Regions from separate parts of the Mus musculus genome. Here region 2 is linked to region 1. Evidence: chromatin contacts called from public Micro-C data. All regions are on one chromosome and are shown on one strand. The core of a region is the stretch at or near the end of the contact, and the rest is flanking DNA. Distances in the headings are between cores, read along the strand shown.

Region 1 (4,910 bases), core at 1,690-4,189:
CCTCTGCATCAGCTCCTGCCTCTAAGTTCCTGCCCTATGTGAGTTGCAGTCCTGACTTCTTTTGGTGATCAACAGCAATGTGGAAGTGTTAGCTGAATAAAACCTTTCCTCCCCAACTTGCTTTTCTTGGTCATTTTTTTTTGTGTGGGAATAGAAACCCTAACTAAATGCTGGGCAGTCGTGGTGCACACCTTCAACCCAGCACTTGGGAGGTAGAGACAGGCAGATTTCTGAGTTTGAGGCCAGCCTGAGAATAAGTTCCAGGACAGCCAGGGCTACACAGAGAAACCCTGTCTCGAAAAAACAAACAAAACAAACAAACAAACAAAAAAACCCAAAACCAAACCAAACAAACAAACAAGCAAAAAACCCCCCAAAACCAAAAAACCTGACTAAGACAAAAGAGGTCATTTCATCTCTCTGTCTACAGGATTTCTCTACATAGCCCTGGCTGTCCTGGAACTCATTCTGTAGATCAGGTTGGCTTCAAACTCACAGGGATCCACCTGCCTCTGCCTCCCTAGTGCTGGGAACAAAGGCGTGCGCTGCTATCACTCATCTTATTTATTTCTTTGAGTGACTGTCTCACTATGTAGCCATGGCTGGTCTAGAACTTGCTACATAGACCAGGCTAACCTTGAACTCACAGAGATCTACTTAGTGCTCCTGCTTCCGATATGATGCATTTAAAGGCTACTATTCTTGGCTTTTTTTGTCTTTGAAAAAATTTTATCTATTTATTTAGTGTGTGTGTGTGTGTGTGTGTGTGTGTGCACTCATGTCACTGTGTGTGCCTCTAGGTCAGAGCTGGTTTTCTCCTTCAGTCATGTAGTCATGAGGGCTGAACTCAGGCCCCTCAAGTACCCCGAGCTTCCCCCTTAGGACCTAGCTATTATATTTGTCCATGTTACAGATACTTTCAGTACGTGCTTGCCAGTACTCCCAGTGCAGCATACTAATTTTCATCAGGAAACAAGAAACTGTCAGACATCTTCATCCTTGCTGCATGCACTTTTCCTGGGGAGACATGAACAAATGTCTCCTCATCCCAGGGAAGGGACTGACCACAGAATAAAGGAATGATTCTGCTCCATCTAGCTTGGTTAAAGAACAGTCAACGAGTCTGTCAGCTGCTTATAGGAGCAAGAGTGAACGGTTGCTTCTTAAGGGTGATTAAAAACAGACAAACAAACAAACAAAAAAGAAGAAAGAAATAAGTCCCAGTCCAGCATGGGTAATGAGCCCCCCCCCCCCCCAGCTTTATGGGAGTGGCTTGCTTCTAGAATTTTCTACCTCCCAAGAATTCTTAACTCCCAAAGGTCATTTGGGGACAGGGGTGAGGGGAGGGGAATTACATATTACAGATGCCAGTAACCCCACCCCTCACCCACATTGCCATAGTATGACCAATAAACTCACAGGTTCATGGAGGGAGATGTGTAGAATCTTTGGTTTGTTTGGGTGCCTTCCTATTTGGGGCACGTATCTCCCCAAAGTTAATGCAACAGTCTGTTCACTAGGAAGATGGATAATAAGATAGGAAAACAATCGATACGTGTTAGAAATGAACTTTTATTAGGAGAACAGGGCACAGTGAGATGTTGACTATGGACTGCAGGTGAGGGGCTCAGCAATCTTACTCTGGGAAGGAGGTATTTGTCTCAGAACAATCCTGCTTCAGCTTCCCTAGTAAAGCCAGCCAAGCAAGACTTTGAAGACATGTCTGGGGAAACTGTAGCCCCAGCAGAGGGGACAGCAGGTGCAAAGGCATGGAAGCTGAATGCTTGTACTTGGTTGTAGGGAAAGCAAGAGGTCAGTGTTCAGGAAAAGGAGATGAGGCCAGGCATGCCTGCGGAGGGTGATGCTGGATCAAGGCTGTGCAGAGATCTGCAGATGTTGGCTTCATTTGGAATGGCATGAGGAACTAATTAAGGGTTTTGAGCAAAGTGCCATATAGTTCATCTTGGGTGGGTTCGTTTGTTTGTTTACTTTGGTGCAAAGAATTATATTGAGGGTCTGGTGAATGGTAAGCAAGCATTCCTCCAACGATTTGGATTTTTAAAGGAATCCCTGATTCTCACATTGGCACAGACCCGCCGAGGACAAGGTTGGAAAATCGGGCTAAGTAGATGCTCACAGTACCTGGGCAGAGCCTGGACATGACAGCAGTTCAGTAGTGTGGAGGTCAGAGTCTAGGGATACAGGATGTCTTGCCCAAGCTGATGGGACGAGGGGGAGAGGGAGGGCAGCACTCAAGGATAATACTAGACTTTCTGGCTTGAAGACTGGAAGCAGGGATTGGGGAATGCTGTGAAGAAGAAATGTGTGTGGAGGGGAAAGCAGCTGAGCCCGCTAAGTAAGAGGCGTCGGTAGACATTTGGAGCTGGAGATAAAAATAAACTTGGTTGCATATTACACATTTCAGTCATCTGGGTAAGACGAGGACCTCACAAATCAAAGTGGGGTAGGGGCTGGAATGACTCCTCTAGAATCGGTTCGTTAGGCTGCTAGGAATGAGGTGGGGCAGCTCCACTAGAGCAGTTTCATTTTGCATAACTATACAAAACGTTCCGTGGAAGTCCGTTCCACAGTCTCACACTCACCCTCCCTGTCTCAAACGTCAACTAGATTTCGTTTCACCTTCAGCGTTGGCATATACAAGGCTTTCAGAGAATTGAAACTCAAGCTAGCTCGCGAGTGTCCGGGACAGTCTGTATCCCGCGGGTCAGACTGTGCATCCCAGGACTGTGGTGGGTGGGACTGGACTAGGAAACCTGGGCCCTGGGTCTCTCGCGGTGCGTTTGCGAGTTGCAAGAGGACCTCACCATTCTCCTGACCCGAGATTGCGCGTGGTGCTTCGCAGCGCGCGGCCCCTTTAAGGCTCGGCGAGTGACCTCAGCGGCGCGCTCCGGCCCCGCCCCCGCCAGCGGCGTTCCTAGTGCGCAGGCGCGGCGCGGCGGTACCCGGCGGGGCTCGGGACGCGCCAGCGGCGGCCGAGATACCGGGCTGCGGCGCCGCCTGCTCCGCCTGCAGTCTCCAGCGCCATGGGCTCCTGAGGTACCCGGGCGGCGGATGCACGGGATGAACGGGGACCGGGCGGGGGCTGCACCTTGGGGAGAACTCCACTCTGGGGACTTCCCGCGGGGAGGCAGGGACTCGGAGGCCCCCAAGCGGCCCGTGGGTGTGCCCGCTTCGCCAGCGTGGCGGGGCCCTGAGTGTAACCGGACCTGCTCGTGGGGGAGTCGGGGTGGGCGGCGCGGGGCCCAGCCTCTTACCGATGGGACTGTGCGCACCGCGGTGGGTGTGCTGCAGCCTGGCACGACCGAACGGGGCGGGGAGACGTCGGTCCTCAGTGCAGTGGCTTTGACCTGGCCCGGTGGTCGGCCCTTGAGACGGTACATGCGTAAATGGGGGTGTGCGCGCGCTTTGCACACAGGTCAGTAGATTTGAAGGGGGATAGGGATCTGGGGCTCCCAGGATGCTGGGTGTTCAAAGGAACCCTAGAGATTGGTTTGGGTGTGTGGTGCCTGTTTGCCTGGGCACGCCCTTGGACACCTTGCTTGGATGCTTAGCTTGGGGCTAAGGAGCTCCAGGCAGTGGCAAAGCTAGGGAGTCTGGGGAACGGGCTCGGATTTTTAGTTTGTATCCTTTCTTGGAGGACTGTATGAGGCGGGACATCTCATCCCTCCCTCCTTGGAGGCCTTGGTGGGGCAAAGCAGGTGTCTGCCTGCCTGATACCTGGGTGTGAGGTGAAGGTCTATGTATTATTCATCTGGCTGCCAGGTGCTTTATGTAAGGAGAGAAGTAGCAATCTGTGCCCTGGAGGCAAGTGCTGCAGACTCAGCCAACACACACACACACACACACACACACACACACCCCACCAGCATCAGCAGCAGGGGGAGGTGCAGGTCTCCACGGTCTGGCTTTTTTGACAGGCTGTTTGCAGCATCCCTCTTCGTGTCAACAAGTTTGGTGGGCCCTTGGGCTCGGCACATCTGAGTATCTTGAGAGTTCTGTGCAGGGCCGGAGTTGGAACCCTTGGGTGTGGGAGCCCCAGAAGCTAGACTGGTGCTCACCCCGCACACAGATGTGAGGATCGAGGCATCGAAGAGCTCTCAGGTGCTTGGGGCAGAATCAGAATTGGAAAGAATCACAGGGATTCCAGAAACAGAAGACAAAAGACTGAGGAGTATGGAGGTGGATTCAGTGCTGGGGGGTGGGGGGTGGGGGGGATGGACAAGCCAGCAAAAAAAAAAAAAAAAAAAAAAAAAAAGGAAAAAGAAAAAAAAAGGCTTCAGTACAAAGGGACAGTCGAGCCAAAGCTGGGTGACTAACATTCCTCAGAGACTTCTTGCTTTCCATGTGTATTTTCCCAGTTTGTTCTCAGGGCAGCTGTGCCAATAATGTATCGGGCATAGATGTGGGTTAGGAAACTGAGGCAGCAGGTCAAGGCGGGTGGGGTGGGACGGGATGGGGATTAAGTGACTCCCTTGTCAGTGTGGGACTAGTAGGCTCTGGTAGCATCCTTCATCCCTGGGTCTTGCCCAAGTTGCCTTGTAACTTACTGAGCATCTACTATGCGCCCGGCTGAGGGCTGTCTCCCGGCCCTGCTGGCTCACTGCTCTCCCTGATGTCCCTGGAGTAGAACACAGAGGAACAGGATCTAATACCTTCTTCTAGAGGCTCCCAGTCTGCTGCGGAGGTGGACATAGATAGCGACCCCACTGGCCAGTGTGGGTGGTGGGGCTCTAAATACTCCCCTAAGAGCCATAGGTGACCTGGGCGTCCTTGTGTAATCCTGGGGGATGCCTTGTAGATTGCTCCCAGGGTGGTGGGGTTGGACTAGGGAGGAGAGAAGAGCTTCCGGGTGGGAGGGGATCAGTGGGCAGCTTGTCCTAGTTCTGTGG
Region 2 (5,481 bases), core at 2,395-4,894, 530 kb before region 1:
TAAATCTTTAAAAAAAAAAGAAAAAAAAAAGAAAAAGATAAAGATAAATAAATAAAGAGGCTGGAGAGATGCCACAGTAGTGACTTATCCAGAAGTCCTGAGTTCCATTCCCAGGAACCATATGGCGGCTCACAACCATTTGTAATGGAATTTAATGCCCCTATTCTGTCTGATGCTCTCTTCTGTCAGGCAGGCACATGTGCAAACAGAGCACTTATTTACATAAATAAATAGATTTTAAAAATAAATAAATAAAAGGAAAAGTTACACATTTCAGAAAATCAGATCGATTTAAGACCCTTGCAGAGGGTGGTTACAGTCTGTAAAGGAGGGCACCCTGGGGTGGACTTGGTTTAGAGTAAGCCCGCCTCCCTAGGGGGTGGTCCTTTAGCCGAAGAGATTGAACCAGCTGGACTGGAATTGTAAGCCTCCACTGAAGCTGGAGACTCAGTTTTCTTGACCCGGAGTTGAGTGTGTGCTTTTCCTACTCTTATAGTCTGGCTGGCCCAGTGTGCACCCGGCCGTCCATCGCCAGCAGATGCCTCCCGCAGCTCAGGCACTAGAGAGGAAATTTGTGGTACATTTTTTTTCCCTTGGTACCTTCACAGGGAGTGAACCATTTCCTTGGGAATAAACCATTCCCTTGTGGTTCTAATTTACTTTGATTTAAAAAAAAAAAAAAAAAAAAAAAAAGCTGGGCTTGGTGGCAATCCTGTAATCCAGAGGCTGGAGGCCAGTGACCGTCACATTCCACACTTAGCTCACCAGGGAGGGGGCCCATTAATCTTTATTCCTCATTGGAATGATTTTTTTTTTTTTTGTAAATGGCTTCCTCATATAATCAAGATTTCCAATACTCTGTAGATTCTTCACTTTTTTATCCTTGGTGTTAGCTAGTTGTATTCTCTCTCTCTCTCTCTCTCTCTCTCTCTCTCTCTCTCTTCTTGGTTATTTTTCCCAGAGGATTGTCAACACTGTTAAATCCTTTCTAAAGAAATAAAATAAAAATCCCAGCACTCTGGAGGCAGAGGCCGGCAGACTCTGTGAGTTCCAGGCCAGCCTGGTCCACAGAGTGAGTTCCAGTACAGCCAGGGCTACACAGAAACCTTGTCACTAAAAACCAAAAGAAGAAAAGAAGGAAAACTGTAGAAGCTGTAGAAAAGTCCATTAGTCAAGGTTACAAATCTCGTTAAAATTTCCGGTCTCTTACGGTCTCTTACTATTTTTCTGCTGGTCTGTTGAGGGCGGGGAGTAAACCTCTGACTCTAATTTGTGGATTCCTGTGGTTTTGTGTGTGTGTGTGTGTGTGTGTGTGTGTGTGTGTGTGTGTGTGTGTGTGTGTTCTTCCCCCACCCCTTCAGCTGTGGTGTTTTGCATGCCAATTCGAAGCCTTTCTCCTGGTAAAGCGGTCCCTTTATTTAGAAGGGGCTTCCTTTGTGTTTGTGATGCGTTTTTTCCCTCATATTTAAATGGCCCCGCCAGCGCCAGTCTCCATCCGGTTACTATCCCTCCTTTACAAACACCCCTTTCGTATTTACTTTGTGCAAACTGCATCAGCTGGGCAATTTCATGCAGCTTCATTTTTTTTTTTAATTGGCCCCAGTATTAGTTCCCTACGTTTACTGAATCACAGAACATTTGAACTTAAATCATGTGTTTATTTTTCTCTCTTCTTGCTTGGTTGCTTTTCTTGGTGTTTCTAACCTTGGCAACTTGTATTCTTAACGGATTTTTTTATTTTGCTCCGGGGTGTGTGTAAGGATATTAGAATACTTGAACTCCGCTCGCTGGGGTTACTCTGCCTCTTGTTAATTTCCCATCTTTTTTTGTGGTGGGGGTCGGGGGGGGGGACGCGGTTTCTGCCTTTTTTTTTTTTTTTGCCACCAGCGTTTTCATCGTCTCTTCCTCATTGCATCAGACCTCAGACCCCTCTGTCCTCCGCCCCACCCCCAGACTTCCCTGAGCCCTGCTTGTCTTGTTCTTGGGTTGGAATTCCCCTTAGGGATAGGGGAATTTCTAGGGTCTGTATTCGTAAATATCTTCATTGTACATTTGTTCTTAGTAGATGTTTCCATGGAATATTATAGTTCTCGGATGGTGGTAATTTTCTCTGGGGACAGGGACATGTCATCCCCTGCCTTCTGGCTTCCTTTGCACTTGATTTGAAAAAAAAAAAAAAAAAGCTCAGGTGCCAATGTAACATTCTTTTTCTCTTTTTTTTCTTCGCCAGACATAGGTGCTTAGAGTTTATTCTAAGAATAGGGAACCCCAGAATGCTTCTAAGCACTGAGTGACTCGGTCGGGTCTGGTGGTAGAAAGCGCACTGCGATCACTGGGCCCCGTGGGGGAGGGGATTGTTGCTAAGAATCCAGGCTGTGGGGGGTGGTGATGTTGAGGGGGAAGCCCTGAGTCTCCTCCAGAAGGTCAGAACAGCAGGAATTAGGAGGAAATGGGAGGAGTTGGGGACGACTCGGACCTGTCCTCAACAATGCCGAAAACTGAAAAGGCTTGGTGCTGGCTCCGGGGTGAGGACTTTTTTCCTTCCACATTTAGTTGAGGCAAACGGTCAGCAAACCAAGGGCGAGGTGGAAAAACCACTGGAGTCCAGGCTGTTGTGGGATCTGCAGACGGCAAAAGTGGGTCTCCACCTGCGACGAGGTGTTAGCAGCGCCTAGCCTGGTCCCTCAGGGAAGGGCGCTCGCGGTGCGTTTTCGCATCACCTACTAAGACTGGTTTGGGTTGATGGGTGGAAGCGTGCTTGGAGCGGGGGACTCAGAGGCACCTGTTCAGGCCTGCTTAGACTACGTACTCCGGGTGGAAAGCTTTGCTGTCTGTCCCTCCTGCCGCGCGGACCCGGCCGGACCTTGTCTCCTTTGTAGGAAAGGAAACTGGCTGTCCTAAAATTCACTGTTTTGAACAAAGTGGCCTCGAACTCATAATGATATGCCTGGCTCTACCTCCCGAGTGCTGGGATTAAAGGCATAAAGTACTACCTCCAACTTTAAAGGTTTTGTCTTATTTCTGAATAAATACTTATGTGTATGAGTGGTTGTTAGCCTGCGTGTACGTATGTGCACACTGTGTATGAGTACATCAGAGGATAGTATGGAATTCCATGGAGCCACAGTTGTGAACCATAATGTTGGAGGTGGGAACCAACCCAGGTCCTCTGAAAGAGCAGAAGTGCTATCTCTCCAATCCTTGTTTCAATGTATTTATTTGTGACAGGGTCTTACATAGCTAAGGTTGGCCTTGAACTCCTGATCTTCCTGCCTCAGCTGTCTAAATACTGAGATTACTTGCTTGCTAATCTCGGCTTTAAGGCCACTTCATTTCGGACCTTCTCAGTCTTTAGGGGGACTTGGGAAGACTGATCACGTCCAGCCCAGAAGCCGAACTGAGAGATGGGATGGACCTTAGACTGCCAGGAGCATCAGACCTGCTGCCAGCTGCCCAATTTGGTCAGCAGGCGGGGTTAAGGAGTAGGGCGTGGCTCCGGCAGCGAGGGGGCGGAGCTGACCCTCTGGGCGCTTTCAGAGGCACGCGCGCGCGCACCCGCTCTCTGGCGCTGGGGAAAACGTTGCGCAGGTTCAAAAATGGAACGTCGGCGGCGTGAGGGAACACTAGGGGGTGTGCGCGCGTGCGCGTGCGCGCCCGGACGAGCCTGACGGGGTCCCCGCCGTCCCGAGCATCGCGCGCAGCCGCCGCGGCCCCGCAGCTCCACCCCCGGCCCAGCCCGGTCCGGTCCTGGGCCCACTCGCCCGCCGCCCCGCATGGAGCTGTCAGCCATAGGCGAGCAGGTGTTTGCGGTGGAGAGCATCCGGAAGAAGCGCGTGCGGAAGGTGAGGCTGCTCGGGGGCGGCTCCCGGGACAGGGCGAGGTTGCCTCCCGCTCCTCAGCACCGCCCACTCCAGGTTGGGCAGAGCAGAAAGTGGTGCAGGGGTGACCTGGGGACCCTGGGCTGCCTGGCGGGTCTCCACATCCTGTTCCTCACTTTCCCCACCACTATGTAGGGCCAGTAGAGTTAAAGTTGTTGCCCTCGGATGTTGGTGCATCCGAGGCCACCTGGGATGGAGATGAAGATAGGACTAGAGATCCTGAGTTCTATTCCGTCTCGTTCCCTTTACGCTCACTTTCGAGGAGACTAAAGCTCAAGTTGATGAAGCAACTTGCCAGTGCGTTAGAGTCAAAGTGAGTCTCGAACTCGGCTCTCTGGATATTTAGTACCAAGTCCTTTGAAGTTGGCCGCAGAGCTTTAGGAAAGTCTCCTGTGGCCTCTGAAGTTTTCTTATTGGACTTTGACCTTCCCGATCCCAACCCCCCAGGGCACACCTTTCTTCTCCGCTCCCATTCCTCCCCTCCCCCAACCTTCCAGCCGGGTGCTGCTGCCCTGAAGCCTGGGCCACTGTTGTTGGGACATCCTCAAAGCTCCTCCCACCTCTGCCAAGGCCTTACACTTACACACACACACACACACACACACACACACACACACACACACACACACACACACACACACCCTGAGATTTAAGGAGGTGGTTTTGCCGCGCTTAGGGCCGCACACCTCAACCTGCAGTTTCCTGTCCAGACCTCAAGTCTGCGATCTTTGTGCACGTGCTTGCTGATGGGCTCTTCCCAGAGTGAACTTGGAGCTGGCCATATGCAATGAAAAGAGTTCCTGTCCTGGATCTAAGGGAGGGTCCCCTCTCCTTTTCTCCTTGCCATCTGTTTCGGAGGCTCCTGAAGCCACCTTTTTTCCATTTGGCTTAAGTGCAGGCATGAGAGTGTCTGCTGTAGCATCCTCAGCACGGGTTCCGGTGGGCCCAAGGTAGGTGGCTTGGAGCTTGGCGATCTATTGATTAGGGCTGCTTTCTTTCCTTGCTGTTTCTCGGTACTAGACTGAAGCGGGTATAGACATCATCTCCTCTAACAAGGAACAGAGAGGTGGGTCAGACAGGGGACTCATTCGCTCAACTCAGCACTCCCAAATCTCTACCGAGGCGGCAGTGTACTCTAGAGCTCAAGGCTCCCTTTTCTCTCTCAGAACTGGCTTTCTGGCAGAGGACAAGGATGCAGGATGAACGAAGGATGCAGGAGAAAGGAAAGGTGGATGCCTTTGGTGGACAAAGGCTTTTCATAAAGAGCTGTCCACTGCGTGGTGCTGGGGGGGACTCTTTGGCAAGGTGGATCAGAGAAGAGGAACTCAAAGCTCTCCCATGTTGATATTTCATCCAGTGCATGGTGCTGGATGAGACACTTAGAGACCCCTTTCCCTTGAGGCTCCAATTTCTAACAAGTGGAGGGCCTGCTGGGCTGCCTCTACCTGAGGCTTTTTTTTTTTTTTTTTGAAAGTGAGGAATCATGGTCCTGGCATGGTGGTCCTTCAGCCACCGCACAAGGCTCTACATGCACAGTCCCATGTGGTCTCAGTTTCTCTAGGATTCCAGGGATGTCTGGGACCAGATAATACTCCCGTGGGGC

What was found. A called contact is a pair of places that touch in the nucleus more often than the background predicts.
Region 2: a contact with region 1 is called in a Micro-C map of embryonic stem cells, with 6 times the contacts expected there. The contact joins the promoter of Cbx7 here to the promoter of Tmem184b in region 1. A contact is called at or near these places in 1 of 484 Hi-C or Micro-C datasets (embryonic stem cells), 1 of 115 datasets of contacts at active chromatin or transcription factors (pancreatic cancer cells) and 1 of 9 other capture datasets (adipose tissue).

Annotation. Positions count from the first base shown.
Region 1 is chr15:79,401,332-79,406,241 of GRCm38.p6, reverse strand. Tmem184b (transmembrane protein 184b) reads left to right here and starts at 2,939. Exons shown (of 9, transcript NM_172608.1): 1 at 2,939-3,057.
Region 2 is chr15:79,930,809-79,936,289 of GRCm38.p6, reverse strand. It overlaps Cbx7 (chromobox 7), which reads left to right and starts at 3,644. Exons shown (of 7, transcript NM_144811.3): 1 at 3,644-3,842. The coding sequence starts at 3,774.